Linked DNA regions of Gossypium hirsutum: region 2 is linked to region 1. A link is a contact called in public Hi-C data. All regions are on one chromosome and are shown on one strand. Each heading gives the region's core, a stretch centred on a gene start, on an enhancer-like site or on the middle of the called end of the contact. The rest is flanking DNA. Distances are from core to core; before and after follow the strand shown.

Region 1 (2,700 bases), core at 62-2,561:
TTAATTTTGTTATTATTTTAGATACATTTGATTGTTAAGTTGCATCTATTTTAGTGTTATTAAAGTATATATATTTTTTAAAATTTATTTTCAGTTTGTTGAAAAATATTTATTTTGATATTTTTAGTATTTTTGATGCATTATATATATTTTAAATTATATAAAAAATAATATAAAAATTAATATGGTGGGCTGGGTCGGGCTCGGGTTTTAGTATTTTTATCCAGGTCGGGCTTGGGTAAAATTTTAGGCCCATTTTTATGGCCGGGCCCGAGCTTAGCAAACGAGCCTAAAATTTTAGTTGAGCCCGGCCCGACCCAGCCCATTCTCACCTCTACTACCAGTATTAGGAGTGGAATTACATTTTATCCACTCTAATAAAAAGCAATAAATTAGTACTTGCACATTTGATTAAAAAGTAAATTGGTCATTTTGTTATAAATTTTATTCATTTCTATTATTAAAAAAGAGAATGGATTGTATGAAACAAGAATATTATTTATTTTCAATAGTTTTATGCCATATCAGTAATTTTATCCTGAATTTAAGGATTTTAATTTAGATTTGATTTTTTTTAAGATGAAAATGCTGATGTGGCATAAAACTATTAGAAAAGAGATACAGATGACGTAGCGTTTCTATTTCATAGAATCCTTTCCCATCAAAAAATAGTCATTGTATGTCATAATGAGGTATATGTGACACGTCATGTATAAATATCTATTTATTCTATGAGTTGTGTTAGTTTTTAATAATAAAAATTGATAAAATTTTTAATAAAAATAACTAATTTATTTTTTAATGAATCGTATAAAGATAAATTTCTATTGTAGAATGAAAAATTTATTTATTTTTTAATAAAAAAGATAAACTCTTAATAACGAACCCCCTAATACATTTACCCAATTCTTTACAAATAAAAGAGTATTCATTTGATAGATTTAAGATCAAAATTTTGATTGACAAAACTAAGATTATTGAAAATGGTCCCCTCTTATGACATCCAAAAAAAATTGATCCTCTCCTTTTTTATTTTTTTGCTTCTTATCGTTTGGGTTTCATTAAAGGAAACAATAGTATCAGACATTGCCTATGTTTATTATCAGTTTCCCCCAACTCTGTTTTAAGTACGAGGGGGATATGGAATTTGTAATAATAATAATAATTTATATTGGATCCTCAATCAAGTTGTCAATTACACGTGGCAAACACCCAGATAAGCAAGTACAAAGTTAGAGTTGCAGGTTCCACTTTCTCTCTCACCACTGCCTTTCTTTTCCTTCCATGGCCTGCAACTCACATCCTAGCCGTTCACGTGGTTGAATATAGAGGTCATTTATTGTTTTGGGGTCCCCATTACTTTGGATACCCCCCTCTATGCTTTCCTTTATGGCCTTAGCTTATACAAATCTTAATTACAGTACCTGACAGAAAAGGAACCCAACAGTTTAATTAATGACTGTAAAAAGAAATAAAAACCATTCTTATATTAAATAATCAACTAAATTTATATTAAAAACAAGTCAATTATTCAAATAATACTTATATTGATTAATCAAATATATTAGACTTATCGAGGGTAGGTTGACACATTCGAAAGAAGTCTTTCAAGTGTCGTTCACAGGATAACTGATCAAATCTTTAAATGAAACATTTTCCTCAACAAATGACTTGTATGTTATAAATAAAGAGTTTGGATCCCACCAAGGGTGAGACGCTTACATCCCCTAGGTGATTTGATCCTACGCTTATGTATGGTTGAGGTGCTCTTGGCTTTATAAATCAAGCCTTAAGAAGAACTGCTCACGACGCATTGGCTCTCGATAGAGTATTAGAGGAAAACTCTGAAACAGGGATAATACTTTTGATTGTTGGGAGTTTAATCAGCTACTTGACGAAAGTACTTTGAAAACTTCTTCCGTAGGAGCTGATCTCGCTCAATAAAACTTATTTTATATTAAACAATAATTAAGTAATTAGTTGATTGAGTTTTAATTAAATTAGTACCATTTCTATTACAACAATTAAAAAGATGTAAGTATAAATGTGCTTATGCCTTTTTTTTTTTTTCGATTTAAGAGTTTGAAAGGTTTAATAATGAAAGTAGTAAAAATGAAAATTATCTCAATAGAGGTTAGTAAGGGTTAATTTACTATTGAGGTTGAAAAAGATTGTAAAAAAAAATTTAAAAATGTGACTTTTGTGTTTGACAATATTTACTATTATTAAAAAGTATTTTTAAGAAGATAAAATCTTAATTTTAAATACGATATCATGAAATAAAAAATAAATTGATAATTTCATTAAAAAATCTTTAAATTTTAAAGTCTTTTTAAATAAATATTTAATTTTTTTATTTCATATTACAATATTTAATCCAAATGACTTTTATTAAAAAACAACCCAACACTTCACTGCTGAATTACTTATTACTCTGACTCAACTGACAAGTGGGAATCAAAATATCAGTGTCAGGTTGTAGGAGGCAATATTTTAACTTTCTAAATAAATCCAAGACAGATAAAACTGGTATAAAGCCTTAGAAAAACTTTCCCATTCCTGGACTTGACAAATGACTGTGTAGACACAGTTTGATCAGTGAAAATTTTGTTTACCATTTCCCAATAGGGTAAATGATGAAAGGAATGACTTTGTAGTTGGTTTCACTTTCTCCTTCGGGCATTTAATTGTCTCTCAACT
Region 2 (2,700 bases), core at 69-2,568, 180 kb after region 1:
GGACCGACCCGACGTTAAAGAAGCTTAAGCAAAAAAGCACAGAAAAAAAATGATAATGGCGGAAGTGGTAGAGAGTGAAAATACGAATGCATGGGGAGGGTGTTTTCGTATTTTAAAACGATTAAATGTAATACTACTATAATAAGTAAACAAATAAAACGAGTACGTAAATGGAAAAAAAGAAGCAGGGAGCTTTTTACGGACAGATATACCCTCGGGATCATCCTATGTACGGATAAACCCAATCATTGGCTATCATAGACATCCACAAGGGCATCTCCGTCATTTCCGAACATACATCACTATCTCCTCCCTCCAACTCCAGAGAGCTTAACGAACATCCTATGATTATTGTAAAAAAGAAGAAGGGAATGGCATTTTGGTAAATTTTCTAAACCTGCTGCATTGCTGGCAGAACCGTTGGGTTAAACCGGTGGCAATGACGGTGGAGGCCTTTGAATGGAACTCACAGACTTTATGACGGCGATGGTAGTGTTTAGCGTGCGTAAGATCAGCATTACAACCTTCAGCTTGGCATCTAGGGGAGTTAGTCGAACCGGGTTCACCGGGTCTCGATCTCCGGTAAAGCCGGTTCACGAAATCATCCTCAGCTGAAGAAAAATACGTCCGGCCACCCAAGTTTAAACCGATCCTTGCCGTGAAATCAACCGGTCTAGAAACTTCTTCAGTCTTAGGAACTAAAAAGTAACCCCCTCCTCCATTCCCTCCGGTACCGGAAACAGGATCGAGAGACAACAACGACGAAGGATGGGGAGTAGTGTAAGCAGACGCGCCGGTGTAAGCGCGTGGGTCGTACATGGAGTGTAAGTAACCATGTTGAGTTTGAGCTTGGAAAGGAACAAAAGCAGCACTTTGTTGATGAGGAAAAAGGGTTTCATTGAAACCAGCTTGATGATGATGATGGGTCGCAGTGTTAGCACCGTAGTGTTCGAGAATCTGACGGGTCGGGTCGGGTTCTTGATCCGCTTCTTCGCCGGTTAAAATCATAGCCGTCGGATTTCCCCATTCGTATTCCAACATTTTGTTACTTCGGCGAAGCTACGCCGTCGTTTTCTTCTGAAAAAAAGAAGCTAAGTTTTTTGAGAAACCCTAACTGAAGCTTGATATTCCCAAGGATGAAGTTTCACTCTTTTTTTTAAAGTGATCGCCTTTATGTCTGTTTGTCTGAAAAAAAAGCCAAGTTTGGGTTTAGTTTCGTTTTTCTGCCTTTCTTTCTCACAGTGTCTGTAAGGAAGAAACTGTGTTAGGAAGGCGGCTTTGTGTCTGTGATTGATTAGTTTTTCTGAGGAGGAAATTACGTGTTTAACCTTTGGTGAATGATGGTGATATGGCTATGTGTTTCGTGTGGGGACACAATGGAAGAACTGTGCAATGAAATTCCGTGTAAACAAAAAGGATCAATTTTGTTATTAGTTCCTTTACTTTGAAAAATTTTTGGATTTAGTCTATTTACTTTGGAAATTTCAAATTTTAGGCCTCACTGTTACTGCTGTGATATTTTGAAATAAAAAAATAATAATTTTACTTATTTAGTAGCCATGTAACTAGAAAAATGACATTGTAATAAATTTTAATTTAACTAAAATAAATTAATGGTGTTAACAGTTGTAAGGTTAAATTTCGCTCTTAGTACCTATACTATACTTTAATTTGGTCATTTTTAGTTTTTATATTTTTTAATTTTAAAATTTCAATCCTCGCCAAACAACTATTGTTAAATTTTTTAAGTTAAGTTTTGCTATTTCTTAAATTTGATACGACAAACATATTATAATACTTGTAATTCCATGTCAGCTTTTCATTTCCACATATTACTCACTAAGTTATCTAATTAATGGGTTAATGATTGTCATTTTGCGTCAAGATTAAAATTTTAAAATTCGAAAAGTATAGGGACTTAGCATAATCTAATTGGAGAATGTAGTCTAAATCTACAATTATATGCATGGTACAAGACTAGTAATTGAATTTAACCAAATAGATTTAATTGCTACAATTTGAGTCAAAACTAAAATTTAAAAACCAAAAAAATATAGAAACTAAATCTACAATTTTCATAAAGTATAGGGACTTATAGCAAAATATAAGTACAAGGGTTTGGCAGAATGTGTGTTTGGTTTTCTAGTCCAACTAGTTAAGAAAAATAGGCATATCTACTGGTAACTGAATTTTACCAAACAGATTTAATTGTTACAGTTTAAATCAAGATTAAAATTTCAAAACCTAAAAAAATATAGAAACTATATCCATAATTTTTATAAAATATAGGTACTTATAGCAGAATTTAAGTAGGGGGTTTGGCTGAATGTGTGTTTGGTTTCCTAGTCCAACTAGTTAGGAAAAATGAGGGTATTTCTTTTGGTTTTGAGTTTAAAGTTAAAATAACCGTGTGGTCGGTTTCCTTTTCTTGGAGTGGTAAACGCCAAAGCGTTAATGCACTTCAAAAGTTAAAACGTCTGGTCCCACTTTCTTTCGTGTTGTTTGTTTGATCATACTCAGACTTACCAGAAATGTATAATCATTTTCCTTTCTTGGGTAAATTATTATTTAAAAATTTAAAAAATTTCTCTACTTAACCTTAGCGATATTTGACAATTGATATATTAAATTAGTAGTTTAGATAAGTAGAATATATTGTAGATTCAAGTCGATTTGATAATCACTGCCAAAAATCAGAGA

What was found. Hi-C and Micro-C count contacts between places; a contact is called where the count stands out from the background.
Region 2: a contact with region 1 is called in a Hi-C map of leaf, with 2.0 times the contacts expected there. The contact joins the promoter of LOC107923989 here to the enhancer-like site in region 1. A contact is called at or near these places in 2 of 34 Hi-C or Micro-C datasets (callus and leaf).

Annotation. Positions count from the first base shown.
Region 1 is chrA12:77,039,555-77,042,254 of Gossypium_hirsutum_v2.1, forward strand. No RefSeq gene overlaps it. Among protein-coding and RNA genes, the nearest start is that of LOC107938667, 13 kb to the left of the region's middle. Within about 2 kb of position 1,312, at least 3 of the 9 cell types and tissues checked have an H3K27ac peak or open chromatin away from gene starts, as enhancers often do. A contact at or near this core is called in leaf, where this site is marked.
Region 2 is chrA12:77,216,227-77,218,926 of Gossypium_hirsutum_v2.1, forward strand. LOC107923989 (squamosa promoter-binding-like protein 8) reads right to left here and starts at 1,319. Exons shown (of 3, transcript XM_016854232.2): 1 at 398-1,319. The coding sequence starts at 1,041.